Linked DNA regions of Mus musculus: all the other regions are linked to region 3. Evidence: chromatin contacts called from public HiChIP or PLAC-seq, Micro-C and promoter capture Hi-C data. All regions are on one chromosome and are shown on one strand. The core of a region is the stretch at or near the end of the contact, and the rest is flanking DNA. Distances in the headings are between cores, read along the strand shown. Region 1 holds the start of Ggnbp2 (gametogenetin binding protein 2). Region 2 holds the start of Dusp14 (dual specificity phosphatase 14). Region 3 holds the start of Aatf (apoptosis antagonizing transcription factor). Region 4 holds the start of Znhit3 (zinc finger, HIT type 3). Region 5 has its middle 44 kb from the start of Mrm1.

Region 1 (2,700 bases), core at 66-2,565, 360 kb before region 3:
GCTAGTAGCTATATACATATTGGCTCAATATTTGTTACCAAGCATAACCTAAAATTCAATTAATCAAAGTAGGTACATAGATTGTAGTAGTTGTAGACATAAAACACAAGATTCTCTAAAAATGTCCATAGTTTTACTATGTATTTTAACCTGTCAGAAGGTGCGTGAAAAACTGGACTTCAACTAAGGATCGCACTGTTCTGCTTTTAGTATGGCCCAAAGACATATTTACTGGATAATCACACCTTTGGGAACACACAATGGTTCTTCCAGTTTATTATGTCACCTACTCTAACAATGACCACACAATGTCATAAGTCAACAAGGCTAAGGATGCACTGTGGGATTTTTTTTTTTTTTTTTTTTTGGTTGTGACTTGAAAGACTTCATGTGATCAAAATACTTTTAAAGGTCAGTAACAACAGCTTTACCCTATTTTACCAGAAAATATTCGATCTGTCCTTAAGATCTGGTAGTTGTACAAGCAGCGAATGGATTTATTATTAAAACCATCAAGACAAAACATTTTCCATCTTTTTGGCTTTACAATGGACCTCCGTAGACTAGTACCTGAGAACGTGGCAGTAGTCAAGAGTGCAGAGGAAACTCTCTTTACAGCAGCTCTGGTTCTCGGAAGATGGTCAGACCGAAGGGCCTTTGGCCACTATCAGTAACTTTGCCCAAGGGAGTCCCTTAAGTTAATATTAACTCAAGAAGTTCCTTTGGTCGGAAGCTACACATAGACTACAGTTCAGTTTTCTGTCTATTGTAACAACAGATCCTGCACATATTTTCCATCCATCTTGCTGCAGTCCCCATAAGGCGGCCGGCTCTGGGTGAGTCAGGGTAGCAGAGCCCTTTCCTCCAGTCTTACAGGGGTGGAAGTCCGCATGTGTGCAACCTGGAAAACAAGGTCAAAGGTCTCTGCAGTGTCCATTCTCCTAGACCTCGACAGCGCCAGCTCTTCATCGCTCACCCAAGTCTTATCTGGGTTCCCCCCCCCCCCCAGTGGGCTTTCCACCCCACCGGTCTCCAGAGAGCAGATCCCGGGTCGTCACTGGCAGGGACCCCGGCTGCTCCTGCTGGGCCTCCCCACTGGCCCTATTTTCACGCTCGTTTTGGTAAATCCGGGGCACCACGCAGGTCAGCCGAGCGCGACAGCACAGGGGGTTCCCCCCACCCGTACAAGCCGATTTCGAAAGTCGGGACACGAGCGAGGCGGCCGCGGTCTCGCGAGAAGAGGCAGGCCCCGCCTGGAGTTCGCGGCCCCCCCTCCCCGGCCCCACCCTCCCCACGTCCCCCGCCCTCCCTCCCACACTCCCCGTGGCGCGAGCGGCTGACTGAGCCTGGAGAGGAAACGGCAATCGCAGCCGCGCTCCCGCCCAGGCCGGCCCTGACGCGGGCCTCGTCAGCCGGTAACGGGGAGCAGAGGTGGGGGTCAGGGAGGCGTCCTCGAAGTCAGTGAAGGTCAGAACCGAGAGCTCTCTCTCTCCGACCCGGGTGAGGACTGGGGTCTGAGCTCGCCCCCACCCCAACTCTGCAGAGCCGAGGCAGGGTCGACCCCTCCCAGGGGCGGGGTGGCGCCGGGCAACTGCAGCCTAGGGGGCCACCCTGGGCGGGGCGCTCAGCCAGGAGAGAAGGGGTCAGCGGCAGGGGGTGCGGGCTTGGGCTGTGTAGCCGAGGCGGGGATGGGCTTCTGGAGCCCGGACTCCCGAGCTGGGCGGGGATGTCCCGGGGCCAGCAGGTCCTTTTCCGCCTCTCCTTTGGACCCTGACTGGAGGCCGGCGGGCGGGGGGGGGGGGGGTGGGTGGGTGGGGAGGGGGGGTCTGGGTGGGGGAGGGCAGGCGGCGCGAGGGGGCGGGTCCCGGCGCTGCGGGGCGCTGATTGGCTGAGCGCGTGTGGAATCGGGTGATGGGAAACGCAGCGCGGCTCTCCTGTCCTCTCTCGCTCCGCGCCCCCCCACCCCTTTCACCCGTGGCGAATGTGCTGCGAGGTGGCGGGTGCTTACGCTCGCGGGGTTTGGCTGTTGCAGGCAGGAGCTGGGAGGAGGCAGCAGCAGCGGCGGCGGCAGGAGCAGCGGCGGCGGCAGCAGCTGGGAGGAGGTGGTGACGGTGGCAACGGCAGCGTCGGGGACGATGGCGCGACTGGTGGCAGTGTGCAGGGACGGGGAGGAGGAGTTCCCCTTCGAGAGGAGGCAGATCCCCCTCTACATAGACGACACCCTGACGGTGAGCGAGCGGGCTGAGCGGGCCGGGCCGGGATGGGCCCGCTGCTCCCCGGCCTGGCAGCTGTTTCCCCTCCCCCAGGCCGAGCGCTGCGCACTGGAGAAAGAGTGTGTTGCAACTCCTAGGCGAGGCCGCCTCTCCGATGGGCCCCACGAACTCGCCATTGCAGCGGGGCCTCTCGGTACCCTTGGCAGGCCCCAGATCCAGCGCCCCGAAGGCACTTGGAGGTCCCCTGCTCGGGTCTTCCTCCCTCTCCGAACCTTTGGCCTTTAGGCCTGCCTTTGAGACGCTGTTTGCCTAAGCACGCGCCGGGGAGAAGGGTTGAAGGAGCTGGGGCGTTTAGGGCCTGTCCTCTCCAGAAAGCACTTACCCTCCGGGAGGCTCAATTAGTTGAAAATGTCGCAGCTGCATTGTTACCTGTGTGTTTCCCGTTTGAACACTGTAGCTATCTCTACATAAGTGTAATTACTGAGGG
Region 2 (2,700 bases), core at 52-2,551, 450 kb after region 3:
GTTTGAACTCGGTGCTTTAACCTAATCTTAGTCTCCTTGTGTTCTTCATGAAATGGTTAATTTTGCCTAATTTTAAAGCTCTCATGCTTTTTAATGGCATCAAATCTCTTCAGTCTAGGCCATTTTAGCTTTCCCTGTATTATCACTAAAATGCCTCTGCTGTTATATTTTCGTCTGGGAAACAGACAAAAACTTCTAGATATTGCAGCACCCACAAAAAGACTGAATCCAGTTGGCCAATGGAGATTAAAAAAAGAAAGAAAGTAAAACAAAAACCTCCAGGTTTTACTTGAAGATGCTAGAAACTGTTAAGTAAGCCCTAAGTGCGGCGTGCTCCTCCTCTGTCCCCTCCCCCAAATCCAAGAATACTAGTTTGACTTCAGCAGTTCTGATGTCAGCGATTTGCTACAGCGAGGGCATTGCTTGGGTGAGCACAGGACCAACCGAGCGCCAAGTCAGGACTCCTGGAGTCTGACTCACTGCAGAGGCTGGAGGAAGTCGTTCCTACCGCCCCTGTATCGCCCCTCAGTTTTGCGAAGAGAAGAGTAGGGTGGCGCTAAAGTCAGTTTGCATCCATTCATTTCAGGTGAGAAAACCTAAAGAGGACAGAAAGAGAGGAAAGAGAGAGGGAGAGAGCGAGAGAGCTAGTTGAGAGCAAAGAAATTTCAAGGGTTCCACAAGTCAGCCTCGTTGTACCTAGGAGTGTGGGTACTGTCAATGCATCAGAGGTTTAGGGGTCTTTAACTCCTTTGGAGTTTCCCCAGTTACTTCCCTCACCTGTCAATCAAAATCCACCCAGCAGTTGACGGAAGAATTAGGGCGTGGTGGTTTATACCTTTAATCCCAGCTTTAGGGAGATAAAGGCAGAGGCAGGCGAGTCTCTGTGAGTTCCAGGCCAACCTGGTCTACATAGTGAGACCTTGCCTCAACAAACAAGCAAAAAAGAGTGGCTTTGCCTTCCCCCTTGGGTCCGCACCTGGGGCTGTCTCGCCCGGGGGAGGAGGAGGGGGTGGCTGAGAGGCGGTGATTAGTCACTGGCTGCGGCGCTCACACCTTTTATTCTGTCTCTTCCCGCAGTTGCCTCTCTGCATTTGGACAGATTCTTCGAACGCCAGCTCAGAAGCTGGGCCGGAGGACAACGCGGCTTCAAGGAGCAGGGGTCTGCGAGTAAGTCCAGGTGAGTAGGAACCGGGGCCAGGAGGACCTGCCCGCGCCGCAGCGCGCACGCGCGGCGCCCGGAACCCACGCTCGTCCCCGCTGCGGGCCCGCGCTCGGAAGAGGGCGGCAGCGCGCAGGGAGCGGGAGGCGCGCGAGGCCGGCGGGCAGAAGCCGCGAGCCTCGCAGCAGCACGGACCCGAGAGCCGCCGCTGCCGCCACCGGCACACTCGGTACGGGGTGCGGGGGAGAGCCAGAGGGGCCCGGGCGCATGCGACCCTCGGCTCTGCAAACTTTGTGCGGGTGCTCGGCGACCTCGGGGCGCGGGGCGGGAGAGGCTGGGATCCCCGAACCCAAGCCGGCAGGCGTCAGCATGCACCCCGCGACCGGCCCCGCCACCCCCTGGAAACACTTGGCTTTCTGCTATGCCAAGAACTCAACTTGAGCGTCTCTCCTCGGTGTTAGATTGGTGTGCACCATGCTCACATCTGACTCTTATTTCTCCTAAGTATCCTTGCTCTGGAGCGAAGTTGAATTGTACTGGGCTTGGGGTAGGGAAGGGAGCCGAGTGGTGTAGCCGCCTTAGGATTGTATAACTACCTTCTATTGAAGTGGATGTTGCCAGTGGCATCGGCTAATGTTATGGTAACTGGGCATCTTAGAGGCAAGAGAAGGCGGGGTGTTTTACCAGTAGTCTCCCGGTCTAATAATACTAAAAACAATACCTCATACTTTCCACTCAGGAGAGCCCCACGGCATTTGGTTTACGTTCTCTGGGTAGTTTTCAGTGAAGTTTCTAAGAGGTAGGTGGAGAGCTGTGCTTTCCCGATTTGTAGATGTAAAAAACGGAGGCAAGGATTCGGATTCTTAACTGACTTTAATGAAATGTGGACCAAGAGTTTTAACGCAGTTTCCTGCAGTTCTTGCTCCAAAAAGTACCAACTTTGAAGTTTAATGGGATACCAGAACATCCTCCCTGAGGACAATGAAAGGTCAGAGAGGCCAAGGGACAGTGGTCTGCAGCCGCAGGCCTCAGCTACAAAGCCGGGTCCCTCCAACAAGATGCAACTCTTTGGGTGTTGTATGTATTCTTTGCAAAGTTGTGTTTAGGGCTGCAATTTGCTGTTGTCTTTTGTGGACTCATAAAGGGCATTTAGTCTCGGTTTCCTTGAGAAACAGAGGAGTGAGGCACCCCCAGAGTGAGGCACCACTTCTTCCTTGCTGGAGACACCTTAAGAATTCCCATGAGGTCAGACGAGGGCCGAGAGTTCCCGGGAGGAGGGAGGAAGGAGCCCTGCACAGGCGGCTTGACACATGGGCCCCACTCCTGCCTCCAGCTCTGACTCACCTACTGACGCTTGGGGGAGGAGAATAGCTGCTTGGTATTTTTGGCTTTCCCCCATAAAACGGGAGACAGTTGGCTTCATTCGAGTCTTCTCAGCATCCTTTTCGAGAGCGCCGCGCCGCTGAGCTTAGTCCTCCTCTCGGAAGGAAACCTTTGATACTGGCTGACTGCAGGTATGCATTCTGTGAGATCCCTTAATA
Region 3 (2,700 bases), core at 116-2,615:
GAGTATACTTAAAAAATGGCACTGGCCTGGGGACTTAGAACTGGAAGAGCTCCTGCTTAGTGTACAGAACACTCTGGGTTCAGCCCCTAGCTCTAAATAAACAGGGTGTAGTGGCAGGCACATGTCTCTAATCCCAGTGGAGACAGGAGGGTCAAGAAATTCAGGGTCATCTTCAATTACATGATGTGTAGGAGGCAAGAGACTGTCTTAACATACAAACAGGCATGGACACAGTGTCTATTATTCAAGTCGTTTTTTCTTTTTTTTTTTTTTCTGGATTCTTCTGAGGCAGCTTTCCTGTTATAGTAGATTCTAGGTCTCCATGGAGGAAGACCTCCAACAGATCAGTATAGACAGACCACTTTACACTCAAATTTGTCATTCCTCGGTGCAGTTCATGTTTCCTGCCCTTCTAGACTGGTCACTGTGTGGAGAGAGAGTCTAACTTACACATCCTATATTTCATCTAGCAGTGCTTGCCACAGTAGTGGGCGTCAAGGGATGCTCCATGAAAAGAAAAACGAATGCAAAGTGATGGCATAGCTTCATGGGCCTGGGTGCAATTACATTTATCACATTAAGGTCTTTGTGTATTTTGAGTCTGGCCATCTAATACCAGAACTGAGTGAAGGGTTTCTCTTCTCCCATCTTCACTAGTTTCGGGGGTCTGACTGAGTCACTCCATCTTTGAACAGAAAAGCTGTTAATATCAACGCTTCTGTAGTAGAGTAATTCTACCCCCCTGCCCCTCCCTGTGATTGCCCAGGCAAGAGGGTACAAGAAGCTACAGAAACAATCTTGATTTGTGGTACAACCATCGCGATTCCTAATTATTTCTATCAATAAAGATCGCACCTCGCCGCACACTTAACACACGCAGGCCTCTCAGATCCTGGCCCGAAGCTGTGTGCCTGGCCGCAGGCTCCTCTACCCTGAGAAAAGCCCCGTTTTGAGTCCCGGGTCTGTGCTTGCTCGAGTGTGTACCTGAGGTTTGAGAGGCTTATCCTTCACTCCCTTTCACAAACCAGCCAGCCACCAGCAGCCACAGCTACTTTACGCTTAATTCCTAAACCAAGCTCGCACAAAGCTCGAGGCGTTATTTCGTGCTTAGGGGACCCTGGCAGCTCAGAGCACAATCAACCTTTCTCGCTCCAAGCGGTCACGTGCTCCGGCGCGCTCCCGCGCCGCGCGTCCGAGGGGCCTCCGGCGCACGCGCGTTCGGGCGGCTCGCAACCCTGCCACGGTTTCGGGCGCCTGCGTCTCAGCTTAGCAGCCCAGTGGTGACGCGACGCCCCGCCCCTCCGGCGCGCGCGCGCCTCCCGGAAGTTGCCTACTGGGATTCTAAACGCCGCCTCCGCGAGGTCTCCGCCTTGAGTTGCCAAGTAGAGTCTGGGCCGTAGCGCCACTGCTGCGAGTGTCGGGCCGGGGGGCTCGGGCTGCAGTGCAGGTTCACGAGCGCAGCGCCGGCAGTGACCTGGTGACCATGGCGGCGCCGCAGCCCTTGGCTCTGCAGCTGGAACAGTTGCTGAATCCGAGACCGCGTGAGGCGGATCCTGAGGCCGACCCGGAGGAGGGTGAGGCCTGACTGGGGCTAACCACGTGCAGAGCAGTGGCTCCGACTTCAAGGGCCGCTGGTGCTTGGACCTGCTCGCCTTCCCTTTTCGCTGGGGGAAAATTGTCTCTTGGGAGGGTGGCGTGAGCAGTAATCCAGCATTCTAGACTCTGGGGGTGGGCGGGACATCAGGACCCTGGCGGGGAGTTGCAGGCAGCCGGCTGGCAGCAGTTTAGGATGCCACTTTTCTTGGTATTACCTTCGAAAGGAGAAAGAAGCCTGATGAGTTTCAGGTTTTTGTGTGTTTGAAACTGACTGCTTCTAAAATCTTCATGAGAATGAAAATGATTACCCGATGCTGTTTAGCCATGTTTATTTAGGCCTTAAGCCATTTGTCCACATTCTGATGACAGACTGATTCTTCATAAACCTGTTCTGAGACCGGCTGGGAGTAATTGTGCTTTAGACTTGGGTCAGGGAGGTGTGAGAAAGACAACTGGAGGGGTGTCATGAGTGTCTATAGCACCCAATGACTGTCACATATTGAGGAAGAATTAAGGACCCTGGGCATGTAGCCGATAACACTTGATGCACTGGATTTAATTTTCAGAACCTCTGAAAAAGAAAAACAATAAAAAACACCATGGAAAAGCAAGGAAGAATCAGATTTATACGTTCCTAGATTTATAAGTTCCAAGGCATAAAAACATGTCTCCTAGTAGTTGCAGGGAGTTAGCTCTCTGTTTAGAAATAGATAGCAATATGACAGCAGTCTCCTTAGAAACCAGAAGTCAACTCCCTATTCCTGTAAGTTAGTTATGTTATGTTATAGAGGACACAATGAATCAAGGGCTGGGGTGGAGCCCAGTACTAAGAGTACTCACCTAGTACAGGAAGGTGGGGTGTGGGGTTGAAATGGCTTAAGTGGGTTCCTGTTAAAGTATTTTTCTAACCTAAGATTCTATTTTTCTCCCTCCCCAACAGCCACTAGAGCCAGAGTGATTGACAGGTTTGATGAAGGGGAAGAGGAGAAAGATGATCTGGCAGTGAGTAGCATTAGAAAGTTGGCACCAGTCTCCCTCTTGGACACCGACAAAAGGTATTCTGGCAAGACCACTTCTAGGAAAGCTTGGAAAGAAGACCATTGG
Region 4 (2,700 bases), core at 32-2,531, 400 kb before region 3:
ACTCAAAGAGTGGGAGTCAGGGCTCCAGGCACTGCCTAGTTTGCAGCAGCTCCATCTCAGCAGGCACAGATGCTCATGCGCACACTTATTAACAGGGACCCTAGAGCAGGGCTGGTGGAAACAGAGGCAGGCCGGCTCTGTGAGTTCAAGCTCAGCCTGGTATACAGCATGAGTTCCAGGACAGCCAGGGTTACACAAAGAAACCCTGTCTTAAAAACAAAAACAAAAACAAAAACAAACAAACAAATCAACAAAGGACCCTAGAGCCTGAATGGGCCACATAGATGAGGAGGAGGCATTTGGGAGAGGAACATGATTTAAGGTCCTGGAAGCTGGAGTTTAGGTTAGACCAAATTCAGAGCTTCAGAGAGGAGCAAGTTTCTTAAAGAAAACAGGATTCCAAGTAGGGCCTGGTGACACACCCTGCAACAGGGTCTCAGACCTTAACACAACTGACTCCACGATTTTGTCTATAACTAAAGTCTATAGTAGCCTTCAAGGTTAGTCATAGCCCATCTATTCTGACTCATTAGCCTGGATTCCTTTAGCCTAGCCACTGATCTGCTCTGCAGTCAGTCAACTCCACCATGGCTTGTAGTGGCATGAAGCACAAGAAAACCTACAGGCTCATTTTCAGAGTCGTGCAAATGCACGGCTTGACACTAAAATTCCAGTCTCTTCCTTAGTCCTTTCCCCATTCTGTTTTCACTTCAAGCCTTGTGCTCCTAGGGAAGAGACCGTCTTCCAATCATCCCCAGTGTCTGGACATTGTAGAACTCACAGTCGGGGTTCAACAAGCATTTGTCAGCAGCTCAGCCTCAAATGTCTTTTGGGCTGGGAGAAGTGGCTTAGCAGTAAGGACCGCTAGATGCTGTTACAGAGTTTGAGTCTTAACATTCACAGTAGGAAGTTCAAACCCGCCTATCTCTAGCTCCATTGGATCTGATATCTTTTTCTGGTCTCTCTTGGGGCAGGGACATCATTTACCCCGGCACAGGCGCACACGTATACAGTTTTTTTTTTTTTTTAATGTCTTTGATTAGGCATGGTGGTGCACACTTGTGATGTCAGTGTCAGGGATGCAGAGGCAGAAAAATCCTGAGTTCCGTGGCCTGATCTAATCAGAGGAAAAAAATCCTTGACGCAGCAGCTCTAAATGCACATCTACTGTATCGACACTCTACAGGTGAGGCCTAGAATAGAGAACAGGATCAATCCATTGCTTCTGACTGCCAATGAGTGCGGAGCGCTGTGATTGGCCCTTGTTTAGGTAAAAGAGTGAGCGCGGGTGTCTTCTGGGAAGTCATGGCGTCGCTGAATTGTAGGACTGCGGTCTGTGTGGTCTGTTTGGAGAAGCCGAAATACCGTTGCCCGACTTGCCGCGTGCCCTAGTGAGCCAGAGCGGGTAGTGGGTTCGGAGGGAGGCCGGGCTGCGGGCGGCGGCTGCGGGCAAGGGGTACGTGCTGCGGCCGCTCGTGCTGATCGTGCTGACCTGAGCCTGTCTGTCTCATTACAGCTGTTCGGTCCCCTGTTTTCAGAAGCACAAAGGTAAGACCCCGGGACACCGTCGCAGCCCTTGCTCCTTCTTTGTACCGTACAGGCCCCATGCCCCCAGGAACCCGAAGCGGGAGGATTCCCGCCAGTTCAAAGCCAGCCTGACTACAGACTGAGACCCTGTCTCAAATAATCCAAAGCAAGTCAGCTGCTTTCTTGGGAAAAGTCTTAGCTATTTATTCATCTTGACATTCTAGTGTAGCCCCTCACTATCGCAGAAACTGCCTTGGCTGAGGTCAATTAGCCAGCAATGGTTGTCTTTAAAATATGGTTGTTTATTATTTACAATAGGAGAAATTTTCTTTTTCTGTGTGTGGTATTTTGAGACAGGTTCTCCTCCTCCTCCTCTTTTTTTTTTTTTCCGAGGCAGGGTTTCTCTATGTAGCTCTGGCTGTCCTGGGACTCACTCTGTAGACCAGGCTGGCCTCGAACTCAGAAATCCGCCTGCCTCTGCCTCCCGAGTGCTGGGATTAAAGGCGTGAGCCACCACGCCCGGCTGGTTCTTTTTCTTCTTTCATTTTCCTTCTTTCTTTGTTTGCTTTTCAATAAAGGGTTTCTGGCTGCCTTCGAACTCGCTCTGTAGACCGGGCTGGCTTCAAATTCATAGCGATCTGCCTGCCTCTTGCCTCCCAAGTGCTGTTTTATTTTGTGCTGAGAAAGAGTATCTCAGATTCACTATATATTCCTTTTTTTGTTTTGTTTTTGTTTTTGTTTGTTTTTCGAGACAGGGTTTCTCTGTGTAGCCCTGGCTGTCCTGGAACTCACTTTGTAGACCAGGCTGGCCTCGAACTCAGAGATCTGCCTGCCTCTGCCTCGCGAGTGCTGGGATTAAAGGCGTACACCACCACGCCTGGCTGAACTATATATTCTATACTCCTCCCAGACTCACAATCCCCATGCCTTAGTTTCCTAATGCTGGGATTAAAGGCACAAGCCACCACGGCCCAGCTGAGACTGGCTCTTTTTTTTTTTTTTTTATGTAGTTCAGGCTGGCCTATCTATCATGATCATGCTTTGTCATCCTCAAATGCTAGGATTATAGGAGCCACCAGAACTGGTTAAAATAAGTTCCTGACCTATTGAGAATGGAGCTGGAGCGATGGCTCGGCTGTTAAGAGCTTCTTGTTGCTTTCCCAGAGGTTCTGA
Region 5 (2,700 bases), core at 37-2,536, 260 kb before region 3:
TGGCTGGCAGGCATGCAAGTAACTTTTAGATTTGAAAAAGAGAAGTCTTTCGAATGTGGAAAGTTGAATGTTTCTGCTCCGAGAATGCTGTCTTGGCCAGTTTAGAACCTGGGGCAAGCTACTCTAAGCTTAGGGATGTTGCTTCTCTGCTCAGAGAACATATTTAGTCTCTCAGACAGCCTAAGTCCCTGGAGGCTGAATTACACACTACTTTTGTCTGACAAAACAACTTACAAGAGGAAGAACCCATTTTGGCTCGTGGTTTTTGAGGGTTCTGTCATGGCAGGGAAGGTGGAGCAGGCAGATGCTCACATCCCAGGAGACTAGGAAGCAGAGAAGGCAGCAACAGCCAGGGCAGGCTGTAACTGTCAAGGGCCCGCCCCTCATGCACTACTTCCAGCAGCCTGGCTCTAACTCCTAAGGTTCTACCATCTTCCTAAATGGCTCCAACAGCTGGGGAGCAAGGATTCAAAATCAGCTTCAAACCATAACAAGGAGAGGTGTGGAAAGGGGTCCTGGGTTCAAATCCTCCCTCTACCTGTTAGTTTGGCCATCCCAGCCTCTTTAAGCCTCACCCTGTAATGAGTGAAACAAACCCCACTCCCCAACCCCATGTGGTAACGGCCAGAAAAGACCTTGTAAATTACGATGTGCATAATCACTTGTCTTGTTGATAAGCCATCACCCCTGCAAGCATCCTGTTGGGTGAAGCTGTAGACCCAGCAAACAGTGGGACAGTCAATAACATAGTCCCCCAGCCTCCACACGGAGGGGCTCCCTGGTTTGTGTGAGGGCTGTGCCCCAGGCTCGTTTTGCTCAGAGCCTCCATTACAGACCTGGAGTACAGGACCTCCAGATTCATTTGTAATTTTTATTGTTATATCTTTTAATTTTATTTGGCTCTCCCTGCTGTCTCGAGCAGGGGAGATAGGGAGCTGGTATTTATGGCTGCTCCTGCGACCTACCTCTTGGAATGTATGTATCAGTTAATTTAATCTCCCCTGGTTTTATTTAAACTGTTTTTCCTGATTCAGTCTCTTCTCTATCCACAACTCTCCCTCCCCCAGCTCCCTCCACCCAGCCCCCCTCCATACTTGTCCCCACCATGTCTGTATCCCTCCCCCTTCCTCTGCTGTCCCTGTCCTCCCTCCTCCCTTCCCGGTGCTTCTGCCCAGGGTCTGGCCAGCGCCTTTGGAGTCCTAGTTCTGGGAGGAGGAAGCAGCCTCTTGTTGCTACAGTCTTTTTCTGGCTCCTTTCCCTCTCTCCCCCACCCCCTTCTCTCTGCCCCGTTGCCTGATTGACATTTACAAATTACCCAGCTGAAAGTGTTCAATCCCTGACCCGCCTGTTTCTGTTCAGCAATGAGTGAGATTTGCAAGCATTTTGTCATATAATTACTGCAAATCCCTTGAAAATTTCCACAACAAGGCCAGATGAATGGTAATTTGGGGGCCTCTAGCCCCTTAGTCGCCTTGCCAGAAGAAATCTGAGGCCAGAAATGCAAACCAGTCCCCAAAGTCCTTCATCTTTATATTTGTTTATTTAGTTTTATTTATTTATTTATTTATTTATTTATTTGGTTGGTCAGCTTGGCTATTTCCTCTCAAGATTTCTGGGAGCACTTGGCTGGTACAGACACTCTGCTCCGCCCCCTCCTGCGTGTGCTGTCACACATCGGGACGGAGAGATTTGTTTGCTTTACACGAGTGTATTTGTGCTGATTTTATTGTATTGACTGGGTGCATTTTTTTCCGCTGCGTTCGACTACAGTTTTATTGTGTACCAGTTGTGGGCATACATCACCCACATTGTTTTCTGCAAAAATTACGCCCCGCTTCACTGTGTCTTGATAGGACTCAGTACATTAGTAGCTAAGTGTGGAGACAGGCTGGGGCTGAGCTGGGGCTGCGGCTGGGGCTGCTGTAGCTGGGCCTTGGCTGCATCTACCCCATCTGGACAGCACAGGTCCTGTGGGCTGCAGGCAAGGGCACCTCGTTTTCTGTGGTTGCCTCTGTGGTTCCTATTCCCCAGTAGAGATGGCTCCTGGCTTAGAGTTGATGAAGAAGGTGATTGTGAGGATGGGGGATAATCAATCAGTACAGTGCTTGCCTTGCAAGCGTGAGGACCTGAGTTCAATCCCCCGGAACCCATGTAAAATAATTGGCGTGGGGTGGGGGTGGGGTGGGAGTAGCATCTTCTTGTGATCCCATTGTTGGAGTGGTGGTGGGAGATGGATCTCTGGGCCTTGCTGGGTAGCCAGCCTTCCCTAATGTTGTATGTGCTGCCACAGGCCAGTGAGAGACCGTTTAAAAAAAAAAGACTACACCCATGAAATGATATCTGAGGACTTTGTTTTGATCTCCACCTGCACACATACATGTGCACACACACCGCTAGCACGCACACAAAGAACAAAGAAAGTGATGGGGATGAGGCTGCAAATAGGCAGGGAAGAACACTTGGTTAAGAAGTGATGGGGCCCACCCCAAAGGAAGGGACCCCGTTAACGTGTGTGCTTCCTGTCAGCGTGGGCAGTCCATACCTGCTATGATTGGAATCTTCCCAGAGGAGCACACAGACCTTCCAGGGTCTTTCCCTGAGGACTAATTGCTATGAGTATGCGTAGATGTTTGGTTGTCTTAAAACCCGACTCTTCTACTCCATGTTACAGACGGGAAAATCATTTCACAGAGATACTCC

The links. Hi-C and Micro-C count contacts between places; a contact is called where the count stands out from the background. HiChIP or PLAC-seq counts read pairs in DNA pulled down with a chosen protein or histone mark. Capture Hi-C pulls out chosen DNA fragments and counts their contacts.
Region 1: a promoter capture Hi-C map of adipose tissue shows a contact between it and region 3. The contact joins the promoter of Ggnbp2 here to the promoter of Aatf in region 3. A contact is called at or near these places in 3 of 39 promoter capture datasets (the C10 cell line, embryonic stem cells and liver), 10 of 484 Hi-C or Micro-C datasets (CD4 T cells, CD8 T cells, Sertoli cells and 3 more), 6 of 115 datasets of contacts at active chromatin or transcription factors (bone marrow-derived macrophages, effector CD8 T cells, embryonic stem cells and 3 more) and 3 of 9 other capture datasets (adipose tissue, liver and pancreatic islet).
Region 2: a contact with region 3 is called in a Micro-C map of embryonic stem cells, with 4 times the contacts expected there. The contact joins the promoter of Dusp14 here to the promoter of Aatf in region 3. A contact is called at or near these places in 6 of 484 Hi-C or Micro-C datasets (LSK cells, Sertoli cells, embryonic stem cells and 2 more).
Region 4: a contact with region 3 is called in a Micro-C map of embryonic stem cells, with 2.8 times the contacts expected there. The contact joins the promoter of Znhit3 here to the promoter of Aatf in region 3. A contact is called at or near these places in 3 of 484 Hi-C or Micro-C datasets (CD4 T cells, double positive thymocytes and embryonic stem cells), 2 of 115 datasets of contacts at active chromatin or transcription factors (bone marrow-derived macrophages and memory CD8 T cells) and 2 of 9 other capture datasets (adipose tissue and liver).
Region 5: a contact with region 3 is called in an H3K4me3 HiChIP or PLAC-seq map of embryonic basal ganglia, with 4 times the contacts expected there. The contact joins the enhancer-like site here to the promoter of Aatf in region 3. A contact is called at or near these places in 9 of 39 promoter capture datasets (the C10 cell line, the HPC-7 cell line, HPC-7-derived erythroid cells and 7 more), 1 of 15 datasets of contacts at CTCF or cohesin (the NIH/3T3 cell line), 7 of 484 Hi-C or Micro-C datasets (cortical neurons, cumulus cells, embryonic stem cells and 2 more), 24 of 115 datasets of contacts at active chromatin or transcription factors (the NIH/3T3 cell line, the SCID.adh cell line, acute myeloid leukemia and 17 more) and 4 of 9 other capture datasets (adipose tissue, embryonic tail, liver and 1 more).

What each region holds. Positions count from the first base shown.
Region 1 is chr11:84,869,405-84,872,104 of GRCm38.p6, reverse strand. It overlaps Ggnbp2 (gametogenetin binding protein 2), which reads left to right and starts at 1,315. Exons shown (of 14, transcript NM_001364114.1): 1 at 1,315-1,500; 2 at 2,033-2,228. The coding sequence starts at 2,136. It overlaps Ggnbp2os (gametogenetin binding protein 2, opposite strand), which reads right to left and starts at 2,100. Exons shown (of 2, transcript NR_131201.1): 1 at 2,009-2,100; 2 at 474-901.
Region 2 is chr11:84,066,958-84,069,657 of GRCm38.p6, reverse strand. It overlaps Dusp14 (dual specificity phosphatase 14), which reads left to right and starts at 1,301. Exons shown (of 3, transcript NM_019819.3): 1 at 1,301-1,388.
Region 3 is chr11:84,512,166-84,514,865 of GRCm38.p6, reverse strand. Aatf (apoptosis antagonizing transcription factor) reads left to right here and starts at 1,365. Exons shown (of 13, transcript NM_019816.1): 1 at 1,365-1,574; 2 at 2,537-2,700. The coding sequence starts at 1,484.
Region 4 is chr11:84,914,947-84,917,646 of GRCm38.p6, reverse strand. Znhit3 (zinc finger, HIT type 3) reads left to right here and starts at 1,281. Exons shown (of 5, transcript NM_001005223.3): 1 at 1,281-1,391; 2 at 1,517-1,548. The coding sequence starts at 1,306.
Region 5 is chr11:84,774,282-84,776,981 of GRCm38.p6, reverse strand. No RefSeq gene overlaps it. Among named protein-coding and RNA genes, the nearest start is that of Mrm1, 44 kb to the left of the region's middle. Within about 2 kb of position 1,286, at least 16 of the 459 cell types and tissues checked have an H3K27ac peak or open chromatin away from gene starts, as enhancers often do. A contact at or near this core is called in cortical neurons, embryonic basal ganglia and ganglionic eminence, where this site is marked.